Linked DNA regions of Mus musculus: region 1 is linked to region 2. The links are chromatin contacts, called in public ChIA-PET maps. All regions are on one chromosome and are shown on one strand. The core of a region is the stretch at or near the end of the contact, and the rest is flanking DNA. Distances in the headings are between cores, read along the strand shown. Region 1 overlaps Ppip5k2 (diphosphoinositol pentakisphosphate kinase 2). Region 2 holds the start of Macir (macrophage immunometabolism regulator).

Region 1 (6,765 bases), core at 3,428-5,927, 84 kb before region 2:
TATTTATCACCTCAGTAAAAATGCCTTTCCTTGTTCTCCCAAACGATGAATTCCCCACCCTTTGAAAAATCATATAGACATTTTTTCTATGTCTAAGAATTATATCTTTACAGTTTTAGTGCATAATGCTCAGTTTTATACTTTTGTGCAGAGACTTTTATTTTCCTGTATAAGTAATTATGTATAACCTTTTCTGGTATATTGAAAATGCAGGCATGTAAAATAGAAAGAAATGTTTATTAATAGTCTGGCATTTGAACTGTTTTAAATAGAAATTTTTTTGACTTTATTGTTTTCTGGCATATATACTATATATATGTGTATATATATATATATGTGTGTGTGTATATATATATATATATATATATATAAATTTTATGAAAGGTTTATACCGTGGGTCCAGACTATGCACATGCTGAAGCTCGAAAATCTCCAGCTCTCGATGGCAAGGTAGAGCGAGACAGCGAAGGGAAGGAAGTAAGATACCCCGTCATCCTCAATGCACGGGAGAAGCTGATTGCGTGGAAAGTCTGCCTTGCTTTTAAGGTAAGATGCCATGCAAGTCATGCAAGCCCACGTACTCTAAGCTTTCCTTTTGGGTGCTAGACGTTATTGGACGTAAATTAGAGAAGAAAGCTGAGGCGGTAGTTAGTATGTGTGAGCTCATATGTATGTATGTAGGTGTTCTTATGGGGCTAGCATCACTTTCCTCATTTTCAGCATATTCTTTCTGTATTATAGAGAAGTAATAAACCTTATTTATTCAAAAATTAAAGTTACAGAATAATACCACTAACTAGTATACTAAGTGATAGTGCCTAACATTCTTTTTTTTAATTGGTTATAAGTACTTTTTACTCTCATAAAATAGATTAAAAATACTATTTGAATAAAAATGATCCTCATTGTTTTATTCTTTGGCTTAATATATAGTAAAATTTGTTCCTGTAAACAATATACATGTTTTAAAGAAACCTTTGTTTCTTGTGTTTGACTAACCTTTCTTATGCTACTAATTTATCCAATTAATAGTATATAGTAAATAATCAAATGGAAGTAATGCAACCTGCATTTAATGAAGGATGCATCTTATCTTTTTAGAGAAGGCCTATTCTAGGTTCATAACATAAGCTAATTATATTACTGGTTATTAATAAAAGAACTACTTCTATACAGTAATTTTGTGTGAAGAATAATAACCTGTGAATAAGTTGTAATGCATTCTTATAAACTGTTTTATTGTACTTGGTTTCCAAAGACTAATATTATTCATGTTAAGGGAATAATCACATGGAATACATAATGTGTGTTCAGAGTACTCAAGGTTATGGTTATTTATAACCTTCATTTTTTAAAATGTTACAAACACTTACATATAATTAATAAATTAGAATATGGATTCATAGTAGTTCCAATGATACCCTAAAATTTCTACCTTGTTTTAAATAGCAAACGGTTTGTGGCTTTGATTTGTTACGTGCCAATGGACAATCCTATGTATGCGATGTCAATGGCTTCAGTTTTGTGAAAAATTCCATGAAGTACTATGATGACTGTGCAAAAATTCTTGGGTAAGCATTTACTACTGAACCTTCCTCCTGTGTGCCTTTGAGCATGTGTTAGCCATGGGAACTTTTTGATCACTTGAGGGTAATGTTCCATGTTGATAAGATACCTCTAAACTATGCCAGATTCTGAGCTGTGCTTTAGTTTATGGGGACAGCTTAATTAATAACATATTCCTAACAATTTCACATCAGGGATTATGCTGTAACATTGGATTATTAGATGCACCATTCCTTCATTTTTCCTATGTAGTTATATTTGAAGTGTTTTGTTAACCTACTTAATGAGATAAATAAGCATTCATAAGATAAGATACTTGAGCCACAGAGAAGACTTTGAAGTGTAGGGTTGTTTTCCTTTACGTCTTTCTGAATGTTCATTATCTGCTGTTCTAATAAGATAATCAAACGAGTAGAAAAGAAAGTATGTGTAGAAATACCATTTTTTATATATCATTTGATTTAGAAGATTAATAAAGCAAGAAGTGTATCTTTCTAAGCAGCTATGACAAAAATGCGTAAAGTCATTAGAGTCAGCTTTTGTACTGCACTTCAAAGGCACAAGCTTTTTAATAAAGAGAAATTGAGCCGGGCAGTGGTGTTGCACGCCTTTAATCCCAGCACTTGGGAGGCAGAGGCAGGCAGATTTCTGAGATCGAGGCCAGCCTGGGTGTCTACAGAGTGAGTTCCAGGACAGCCAGGGCTACACAAAGAAACCCTGTCTCAAAAACCAGAGAGAGAGAGAGAGAGAGAGAGAGAGAGAGAGAGAGAGAGGAAATTGAAGGCATGGGTGTCTTATTTTAGCATAAATATATACTAAGGTATAAAAAAATAGTATGTATGTATGTATGTATGAATGAGAGAGAATGAGAAGAGGAAAGAGAAGAGAAATACGAGGAGAGGAGGGAAGGAAGGAAAAGAGAGAGTGGGTTTGTGTGCACTATGCAGAGGTGGATGTATCTACGAGGTATTCGTGTGTGTGCAGGAGCTTGTGGTGATGGAAGCCCATCCTGACGTGTCATTCTCAGCTACAATCCACTTGTTCTTGAGATAGGGTCTCTTGCCCTCTCTCTGGCCTGGAACTCTCTGCCTTCCCAACACTGGGATTCCCCACACATGGCTTATCTTTTAAACTGAGCATTGTTTGGTTCAAACTCAGGTTCTCATATTTGCAAGGTAAGCACTTTACCAACTAAGAAATCTCTCAGCCCTCAAATCAGTTATTTAAGCATCTTTCACTGTTTCTCCTATTAGTAAAATATAGTAATGGCTTGTTAGAAATTATCATATTTAGATTAAGTTTGTCAGAGATCGAAGTCAGTGAAGGAGTGCTCTGTGCACACGGCTCTGGTTACTATGAACAGTACCTCACACAGACAAATAGCATAATAGGTGTTTAACAGACAATTAATGAATGATTCAAAAAACATCTAACTGGAAATGTAGTTAGAGCAACATGTTTTATTTTCAAACTATATAAATTAATCGCAAATATGTCATTTTGTTAATGTGTTCAATTTAGACGTATCTAAGTTTTCATGATCAGTACTTGATCATAACATAATCATAATATACATAATCAGGGTAATATTACCATTTGATAGTTCGACTTAAATTCTTATGTTTCTTTCTTTTTTTTTTTTATTATTTATTTATTATATGTAAGTACACTGTAGCTGTCTTCAGACACTCCAGAAGAGGGAGTCAGATCTTGTTACAGATGGCTGTGAGCCACCATGTGGTTGCTGGGATTTGAACTCTGGACCTTCGGAAGAACAGTCGGGTGCTCTTACCCACTGAGCCATCTCACCAGCCCCCTTATGTTTCTTTATCATGGCATAATTAAATAACCACATCTATCTTTGGATTAACTTTTAATAATTCTTTTTTGTCTTAAAGCAATATCGTAATGCGGGAGCTTGCACCACAGTTTCATATCCCGTGGTCAATACCATTAGAAGCTGAAGATATTCCAATTGTACCAACTACCTCTGGAACTATGTAAGTTTCAATTATTCAGTTTTCATTCAGAAATTCCTTAGGCTTTCCACATTAGTCTGTCTTCTTATTGGTAAAAATTTATTTCTGAATGACTTAGTTACTATATATATTTTCATATGATTCAGTTTGAAGTTGGGGGAAGGGATATGTTTTTACAAGGGTATGCTAAAGCTTAGACTATTACATTATGATCTTGCACAAGTATAGAACCATGTAATGAAACCTCTGACCATGGTGATGCCCTGGGAGCATTACGTAGGTTGTAGCATCAGTCAGCTTTGTCTCTGTCTAGGTATATCTTAGGTAAGTAAATTAGAACAAGACTGCCATAGGGTTTGATAGCATTCTGCTAGGGAAAGTCACTCACTTTAATGTCAGACGATGTGACTGAATACTTCATAGTCACAAGTTTACAGATATATATTACCATGTTTCAGTATTTTGAAAAGTCCTATTTGGGAGGAAAGTGTATGAGATAGATGGATGGATGGATAGATAGATAGATAGATAGATAGATAGATAGATAGATGGAAAGTACTTAAGTATATTTTTGAGGCAGCATTTTCAAATTAATTCAACATAGACTATTTTGGACTGTTAATGTCTTTCAGGCATGTGTTCAATGGTTTGTACTTTGAAAATTGAAATATTACCTTTTAACTCTAGCATGCTGCTAAACAAGTTTTTAAGTTGAATTATAATAATGCTTTTCTTAGAAAGCAAGATATAATCATACAGATACCACAGCCATCATAGAACAGTTCATTTTTGCTTTGATTTAATGGCGTCTCTCCTGATAATTCTTCAGGGCGGATGTTTAGTGAACAATAAAGCTCAGGTTAGGAGTCCATGTACTTTCTCCCAGGTTATGGTCATCACCTGAAGAAGAAGGACTACTGTGTAAAAATGACCACCACTCTTCTCTGGCTTCTTAACCTGCTCTAGGATTTGGTCTTCTAAAATTAGGTCAAAAGAAACCTTTGATGTTAGGGAATTGAGACCAGAGGGGTTTTTTGGTTTTTCTGTTTTTTTGTCACTTCAGGATGGAACTTCGATGTGTCATCGCTGTGATACGACATGGGGATCGAACACCGAAACAGAAAATGAAAATGGAAGTGAGGCATCAGAAGTGAGTCTGAGGCGAACGCTCTGTTTGTGTGGGGTTTGAGACATCTGCTAGCCTTAGCTCTTCTGAGTGATAGATCACAGTAGTTTTACTTACTTAACTATTTTTTTGATCATGAAAATATTTAATCCACTGAATGTGTACAAACTCATTAAAGGTGTGTAAGCATCTAAATTTTATTGTGGGTTTATCTGTAACTGTCAGTCTATTTGCCCTTCATTCATCATCATAAATATATTCTACTTATTCTTAGTTTATTGTTTTTTTACATTGTACTATAAGAAACAACATCTCAGCATTCCAGAAGTAAATCTGTAGAAAGGTCTCATTATTTCTGTTCAGTGTTTGATATGTTTGATATGGAAACCTGAGCCATTAAATATGTATTGACATCTGATGCATTGACAACAGAAACTATTTTTTTCTTAATGGGATGCTGCTTGCGTTGTGCACACATTTTGAAAGTACTATAGTAGGTATTGGTTTGCTGTGCTTTAGACCTACGTTGAGTGATATCAGGAAAAGAGGAGCAGATGCTAAGTGCAGTGGGTACCACAAAGCACATGCACTCGAGTCTCAGAAGTGGAAGCAGGAGGATCACTTGAGCCAAGGAGATAAGATACCAACTGGGAAATATGTAACAAGATTCTTTGCCAGGGAGACAAGGTGGAGGAAACGCAAAGTTGAATTAAATGAAGAAACACATTTGTGTTCATAGATTTTATTCCCATACCTCTTATTTTATTTGGTTGACTATTTGGTGAGGGCTTTGTTTGCTGTTTTTGTTCTTTAGTAAAATCTTACTATGTTGCCCGGGCTGACCTTGAACTCATGGTGCTCCTGGTTCAGCTTTCTGAACGCTATGATTATCAGTGTGCACAGCATGCCCAGCTTCATAGTTGTAACACTAGTGATTGCAAATGACTAACTGTCTTCTATCCTTTTATAAGGTTTTTTGACCTTTTTGAAAAGTGTGATGGATATAAATCAGGGAAGTTAAAGCTCAAGAAGCCAAAACAATTACAGGCAAGTTTGTTGGGGTTTTTGTCGTTGTTTGTTTAGTGATATTTTTTAAATGAATGCTGAGCTTAATTTTTAATGGTGAAACTATATAAAAATTTAAACTCTTTTTATATTAACTTGCATAGGAAGTCCTGGATATTGCAAGGCAGCTTCTTATGGAGCTGGGGCAAAATAATGACTCTGAAATTGAAGAAAACAAGTCAAAACTTGAACAACTTAAGACTGTGTTAGAGATGTGAGTACCTCTTTGGACCTCTTCCTTACAATACAATTCTTCTGTTTGGTTTATATGACAAAATATACTATTATACTGAATTACTGCTTTAGTTTCCACTATTAATTTCAATGAGGAGAAAGAAAGCAGCCTTTCACTTGGACCTTCTTGAATACTTAGGATGAAGATCACATAGCTAACTGAATCTGACATTCAGCCCTGCTTAGCTAAACAATTTTGAAGTGTCCATTCAAAAATTAATACCTGTTAGTATTTCTGTTGTGAGGTTTACATGGATTACCACTTCTGTTCTTATATCTTGTAACAATACTTAAATTGTTCTTTGTTTTAAAACATTTTTCTTTCATTTTTAAGGATTTCCTATATGCATACAATAAGTGTTATCATAGCTGCTTCTCATCCCCCTCTAACTTCCTCCTCCTCCCCCAACACATCTTCTTCCTAACTGGGATTCTTCGTGAAAGCCAACTCGTACTGATTATCATGTGTGGGTATGGGGCATCCACAGGCGATTGGGAGACCTATCCATGGTTGTATTCTGCAGAAAGAGTGATTGTCCCCAGAAGCTCTCATCTACCAATAGCCTCAGTAATGGTGGGTCCTGCAGAGTACCCCCCAACCCCCAACCCCATACACACACACACACACACACACACACACACAGACCAGAATTTTCTCTGGCTTCATCTTGTGCCAGCAGCCATGGCTTTTGTGAGTTCATGAATGCAGTCACCAAGCTCTGCTCAAATGACAACTTCTCCCGGAACTCCTTCCCATACCCCAGCTCGCATGTGTGTCTGTGCCTATCTGTACAG
Region 2 (6,194 bases), core at 2,189-4,688:
GTCCAATTTAATTACAATATGGATAATATGTTGAAGCCTTAGTCCCTGCCCCCAACATACACTTTGGACTTATCCTCATGTGACAGTGAATAGAGGCATTGCCTTCAGGATATTTCTTCTTATGGTCTGTAGTTGCCCAAAGCCTGTATCCCAGAAACCAAAGAGTAGGTTGGCAGAGCAACTGGAAAGACAGAAAGAAGAAGAAGAAGGTCTTTCCTGAGAGGTTTCCCTGTAGCTGGAATGGAGGACATGAGAGCAGCAGTTCCGGGATGCTGCAGCCTGAGGCCCAGCTCTAAGGACACCTCAGGGTCCTAAAGATGAATTACTGAGGATGTGAAATGCTCAGCAAAATGGCCCCACATCTCAATATTGCTTTGGCTTTAAGTAGTGAAGAGAAGGAAAGAGCCAGGCACGGTGGCACACATCTTTAATCTCAGCAGTTGGGAGGCAGAGACAAAAGGGTCTCTGTAAGCTAGTTGGAAGGCAGCCTGTTCTACATAACGAGCTCCAGGCCAGCCAGGACTAAATAAAGAGACCCTGTCTCAAACAACAACAACAACAACAACAACAACAACAACAACAACAACAACAACAACAAACTAAACAAAGAAATGAAGAGTGGAAAGGACCTGAAAGGAAGGGATCATATATTTAAGGCAGGGCCATCCCATTTATGGACATGCACACTGTGATACATGGCTGTAAGTGGCAGTTCTGGAAAGGACCAGGGAAATGAGTGATTGATAAGGGATGCCTGTGAGCATCGGGGCAGGAGGAGAGCAGATTCTGTGGTACACTTCCCTTTCTCCTTGCCACAGATGCCTCCTCTGCAGTTATCTTCTGCTGCCGTGGAGCCTGCTTCCACAAGACTGGTTTTGCCCCCTGATCCCAGGAGCCTCCACCTTCATTTTCCAGGTAGGGACTGTGGAGTGGTATCTCAGCCCCTTCACTGTGGGAGACCTCTACTTGGCATCTGAGATCTCTGCTGCATTCAGTTAAGGTGTTGGTAGACATAGCCATGGCCTGTACTTTTTTATGGCACCCTGCTGGAAACAAGGTTTTTGGTTTTCTGTTTTTTTAAAAAAGTCGATGTGTTATTTCTTGCATACCTACCATTGTAGTTTCAGGTGTGATCTTTTTTTTTTTTTTAAGTTCACTTATCCTGTTCTTTCAATCTGGCTGTTTGCTAAGTGGTAATCCATCAATGAATAATTCTTCCCAGACAAGTGACATTTGAGAAGTGATTTTATTTTTTTGGGGGGGTGGGGGGGGAGGAAGGATATTTCAAGGCCAAGATATAACCACAGAGGTGACATTTGAGATAGAGCACCTGAGCTCTAGGTTCTGAAAGGCCTTGTGGATTAGAAGTTCAAGTTAACATTTGGGGCCACTCTTTTTCAAGCATGTTTGTCTGTCCTCTCTCTTGCTCTCTCTCCCCCTTTTTTCCTTTTCTTTCTCTCTCTCTTTTCTTTCTTTCTTTCTTTCTTTCTTTCTTTCTTTCTTTCTTTCTTTCTTTCTTTCTTTCTTCTTTCTTCTTTCCTCTCTCTCTCTCTCTCTCTCTCTCTCTCTCTCTCTCTCTCTCTCCTCCCTCCCTCCCTCCCTCCCTCCCTCCCTCCCTCCCTCCCTCCCTCCCTTCCTTCCTTCCTTCCTTCCTGGATTAACTTTTTCTTAATGGAACATCCAGAAAGCTCGCAAAGTGTTTCCATCTTGCTTTCTTCTTTCATAGGCACACAGCTACCATCCTGAGCGGCCCCACATATTCTAAATATGATAGTCTCTAGACATAACCATCATGAACCACATATAAAACCATGCTGGCCTAGTGAATTAGTTTAGGTATTCATTGTGACACTGGAGAACTAACCTAACTTTTGATTGGATGAAGAGTCTCAGAGGTGGGAACCTAGAGTGGGAGACAGCTGGAGACAAGGCTAGCTTTCAGCCTAATGAACGGAGAGACTAGTCGGAACTTTATTGCTTCTGGCCAAAGAACATTGCTAAAATTTCAGAACAAAGGCCAAGTTACAAGGTGTTCTCTTAAAAAAATTATGAGTTCAGACAAAATGAAACTAAGCTTCTTGAAATAATTTGTAATGTTTCCGAGGTAGTTTTATAAGAACGAACATCAGAATACACTGCTGTGATAAATGTTCAAATCTGAAAATACTTGGAGCATCTTCTACTAAGGTACCCATGGTGGTGGGGCGGGGAGGGGGGGGCACAAAACAACTGAACAAATAAATATAAAACAAAATTTAATCACTTGAGCATTCAATACCTGTACAGTGTACTAGGGTCTATCTATATTTGATAAGTTACATGAATATCATGTTGGGGAAGAGTAACTGAGAACATTCATGAATCTGGCCTCTTCCTTCCTTTTTCTGATACTTACATCAGAGCATATGAGAAGCAATTGAGTAAGTGTCCTTCAGTTGCAGAGAAACCAGAAGCCACATCTTGGAGCCAGAGTGTATTTATTAACCTTGGTAATTTGGGGGACATATATAGACTCTGGAACATGAACTATTTGCTTTAAGTTTGTATTAGTCTAGATGAAATGTATGACTTTATGTTCAGATAAAGCACCGTTTAAAAGGCCACACAATGCAGGAACCTGAATTTAAATTTATAAATACACAAACAGCTCAGCTATATGAAAGGTCTGTGACTTCAAGGATGTAACTCATGTTTTCTGTCTTAAAAATGTGGACTAGCACAGTTGAGAGCTGCAAACTTGGGAATGTGCGTCAAAAGGGTTGGCACCTAGAGCTAAATAAATATCAGCAAATATTTGTAATGCTGCATTGACCACTTCGGCAGGGGAGTGGCATATGGACTGAGAAAAGAAAATCTTGTTGGGATGGCACCTCATCCCTGTAATCCCAGCGCTCTGGAGACTAAGGCAGAACGGTTCTCCGGAGCTTAAGTCCGGCCTTGGGTACAGAGTGAGACCTTGTAAAGACAGAACAGGAAGGAAGCTAGAAAGGAAAAGAGAAGAGAAACAAGTGACTCAGAATTTAGTCTTCACCCCGCCCCCATATTTAGTTGTTGACATTTATTATTATTATTATTTATTATTATAGTATAATTTTAACTTCATGGGCTTCTGCTCTTCTCAACTTCTGATCAGCAGAAACTCAAAAATCACAGCCATCCCCACAGAGTTTAGCACACCGCTCTGTGGGAGCGGCCCGCATTGTCAGGCCTGTGAGCTGCGGCTCCCCGGAGGGTGCGGCGGACTTTGGTCCGGGAGCAGTGTGGCATCACGCCGCCGCCTCCCGTCCCCGCAACAGCCTCCGGTTCTGCGCTCTCACGCCGCCGGCCCAGCCGCCCGCCCAGCCGAGCGTGCGAGCCTGGCGCAGGAGGCGGGCTCTGCGCTTCCCGGCCTCGCCTCCGCAGCCCGCGGGAGGAGGCGGGAAGGCGGGCGGAGGCGGGGGAGGAGGCGGGACTACGGCGGGCCGTAGCTGGCGCCGAGCGCGGTGGGAGAGCAGCGGGTACCCGGCTGGCTCCGCTGGCGGCCTCTGCCCACACCTCGGCGCCGCAGCCCCGCGCCTCGCCCGCCCTTGGCTTCGGGGTCTGCGGCTGCCGGCCATAGAGGAACCGGCGGAACCCTGGACGACCGGTACGTTGGACGGGGAGCGCCACTCCTCCTGCAACCTTTTGTGCTGCAGAGGTGGTGGCGGGGATGGGTGGGGTACGCGCGTGAGTGTGGGTGCCCCAGTCAGCGAGCCACTGTGCCAGCCCCAGGCACGGCGCCGCCCCTTCCTCCTCGCCTCGTGTCCCGGCCGGGCGCGCGGTGTGTGCGCAGCGCAGGGAAGCCCCGGGCCGCGCCGGCCTCCGCGATGGCTGATGGCTCGGTGACACCGGGGCTGCGAGCGGCGCTGGTCCCTGAGCCTTGGTGCGAATGGCTGGCGTGGTGGTGGGGGGACTGGAGCCTGGGGTGGGGCCCGAGCGGGGTGCGAGAGCCCGCAGCTTCCTGGCACAGGGGTGGGGCCGGCGACGCGGGAGTGTGCGGCGCGGGTGAGTGTGCGGGGGCGTGCGCCCCGTGCGCGCGCGGCGAGCGAGCGAGCGAGCGGACGGACCGGCGGGCGGGCGGGCGTGCGCTCGCCGCCGACATGCGGTGCGGGGACTCTGCGACCCGGAGCGACGCTCCCGCGGTGCCAAGGTGCGGAAGTCTGAGCGCGTCGGCGCGCGCCAGCTAGGCGGCTCGCCCTACCCGCAGCGCCAGGCGGCAGGCCCGGCGGAGGCCCATTGAGAAGTAACGCTCGCCCGGCTTGCCGCGCCTCTGGCCCCAACGGTGTACAAGCCGCGGCTGCGGGCTACAGATAGCGGCGGGAGACAGCCCCTGGCGACCTTATCTCGGCCACCAGTGCGCGCTGCACCCCGCGGGCGAGGCCGAGGCCGGTGCGGCGGCTGGTGACGGACAGACGGACCGGCGGTGGCGGAGGAGCGCCTGTGGACTGGGGAATCGCGGCCGGGCGCTGGCCAGAAACTAAGGCGGCAGATGTCTCGGGCACCGCCACCCTCGCCCCACCTGTCGCTGGTGGACTTTGGGGCGGGTGGGAAGCCTAGGAAAGGGCGCCTGGCAGCGGCCGGCGCTCAGACCTTGAGAAGCGGCCCATTGTGAAGCTGCCAAAGTCGCTCTAGTGGTGGAATCTGCAAATCTCGGCCAGGAAGGAACCCAGTTCGCGAAGGGAAGGACAGCCGCGTGCTTTCCCCCTGGCAAGTGTCTGGCTCGCTAGAGACTCCCGGGCTCTCTGCCCACGCCGCTTTGCTTAGAGTGGGCTGAGGATTTCTTCAGAACCAGGGTTTTGTTTTTGTTTTGTGTTCTCTCTCTCTCTCTCTCTCTCTCTCTCTCTCTCTCTCTCTCTCTCTCTCTCTCTCTGTGTGTGTGTGTGTGTGTGTGTGTGTGTGTGTAAGTGGGGCTGGAAACACTGGGAGACACTGGCGCTGAACTTTTTCATCCTTCCAAGAGGAGTAATTATGGACACAGCAACACTGTACCCTATTAGAGGCTCCTAGCTGAAAGAGCAGAAGTCGCACAAGATCTCCGAGGTTTCTAAACTTTACTTTATGTTGTTTTTCCTCGAAATGCCACTATATAATTTCAGGTGCCGGGGTCTTTTACTGTAGTGCAACAAGCTAGACACTAAGGATTGGAAACGACTCTTTCACAAAATTTATTTTCCCAATTAGTTCCATATGTGGTTATTCTCCCAGAAGCTTTGGGCTACAGTGTATGCGTGGGTTATTTTAATGATTTGGGTGTTTTTATTATGAGACCTTGGATTAAAAACAAAACGGACAGGATGACATGTTAGCGTTCATGAGCACCGAGACTACTCAACTTTGGTAAGACTTGGTGCATAAAATGTGTTTTGATGTTTAGTTGTAGATAGAACTGTTAGCACCAAGTCTCCCAGGTGTGAGGGATCACTGACAGTACTAACAGCCGATTAGCTTCCATCTATGTATTACCATAGTTTCGAAGAGAAACTTAACACTTTGTCTTAAAAAGTAATGGGTGTGATGAGGACATTAGTTTCTAAACACCGTTTAAGTTTTTGTTTCCTGATTTGAGGCCTCAGTTATTTTCCCAGTGGATACTCAGTTTTTAGCTTTCCTTCCGGAAGGTGAATCACCACCAAAGATACCCGTGTCTTCGTGGTTAGGTTTCCAGAAGAGGCAGGTTTCTTATAAAGACTGCGAGTAGACTTTGTGGTTTCAGCTGTTGTCAGACATGTTTGGAGTGAAGCTGAATGTGATATAGTAACGTGGGCTTGATTTTAATTAGCAGAGATGGAAACCAAGTGAATGCTGGGCTCTTTAAGGGTCCTGCTATTAAGGGAACTGATACTAGAAAGAGGAACACACACACTTGTGTCTTTCTGAACCAATTATGGGTTGCCTTACCATGCTGGGAAGGTTGGCGGTTTGTTGGTAAGGTCAAAGGAGGTTTTTAAAAAGTCACACTACACGTGATAACTGCTTTTCCAAGCCCTTAGTGATTTGGTTTTTTTACAAGCCGCAGAAAGGTAAGAAGGTTGCAAGTGGTCACCATGGTGAGAGCGCATGGGTTCAGCAAAGCATTTTGTTTTCCATTCGGTGTTCTAATCTGTCTGGCCGCTGAACCGTTTTAGTTCTGTTCAGTGTTTTTCTACTTGAGGAATGCGTTAGTCCCTCATTTATTT

Evidence for each region. ChIA-PET counts read pairs in DNA pulled down with a chosen protein or histone mark.
Region 1: an RNA polymerase II ChIA-PET map of memory CD8 T cells shows a contact between it and region 2, with 27 read pairs. The contact joins the enhancer-like site here to the promoter of Macir in region 2. A contact is called at or near these places in 2 of 39 promoter capture datasets (the C10 cell line and pre-B cells), 1 of 484 Hi-C or Micro-C datasets (Th1 cells), 2 of 115 datasets of contacts at active chromatin or transcription factors (effector CD8 T cells and memory CD8 T cells) and 3 of 9 other capture datasets (adipose tissue, liver and pancreatic islet).

The regions. Positions count from the first base shown.
Region 1 is chr1:97,744,348-97,751,112 of GRCm38.p6, reverse strand. It overlaps Ppip5k2 (diphosphoinositol pentakisphosphate kinase 2), which reads left to right. Exons shown (of 28, transcript NM_173760.5): 8 at 385-546; 9 at 1,450-1,571; 10 at 3,465-3,566; 11 at 4,609-4,695; 12 at 5,643-5,718; 13 at 5,841-5,950. Among named protein-coding and RNA genes, the nearest start is that of Ppip5k2, 22 kb to the left of the region's middle. Within about 2 kb of position 4,677, at least 13 of the 459 cell types and tissues checked have an H3K27ac peak or open chromatin away from gene starts, as enhancers often do. A contact at or near this core is called in Th1 cells, effector CD8 T cells and memory CD8 T cells, where this site is marked.
Region 2 is chr1:97,659,262-97,665,455 of GRCm38.p6, reverse strand. It overlaps Macir (macrophage immunometabolism regulator), which reads left to right and starts at 3,438. Exons shown (of 3, transcript NM_133825.3): 1 at 3,438-3,625.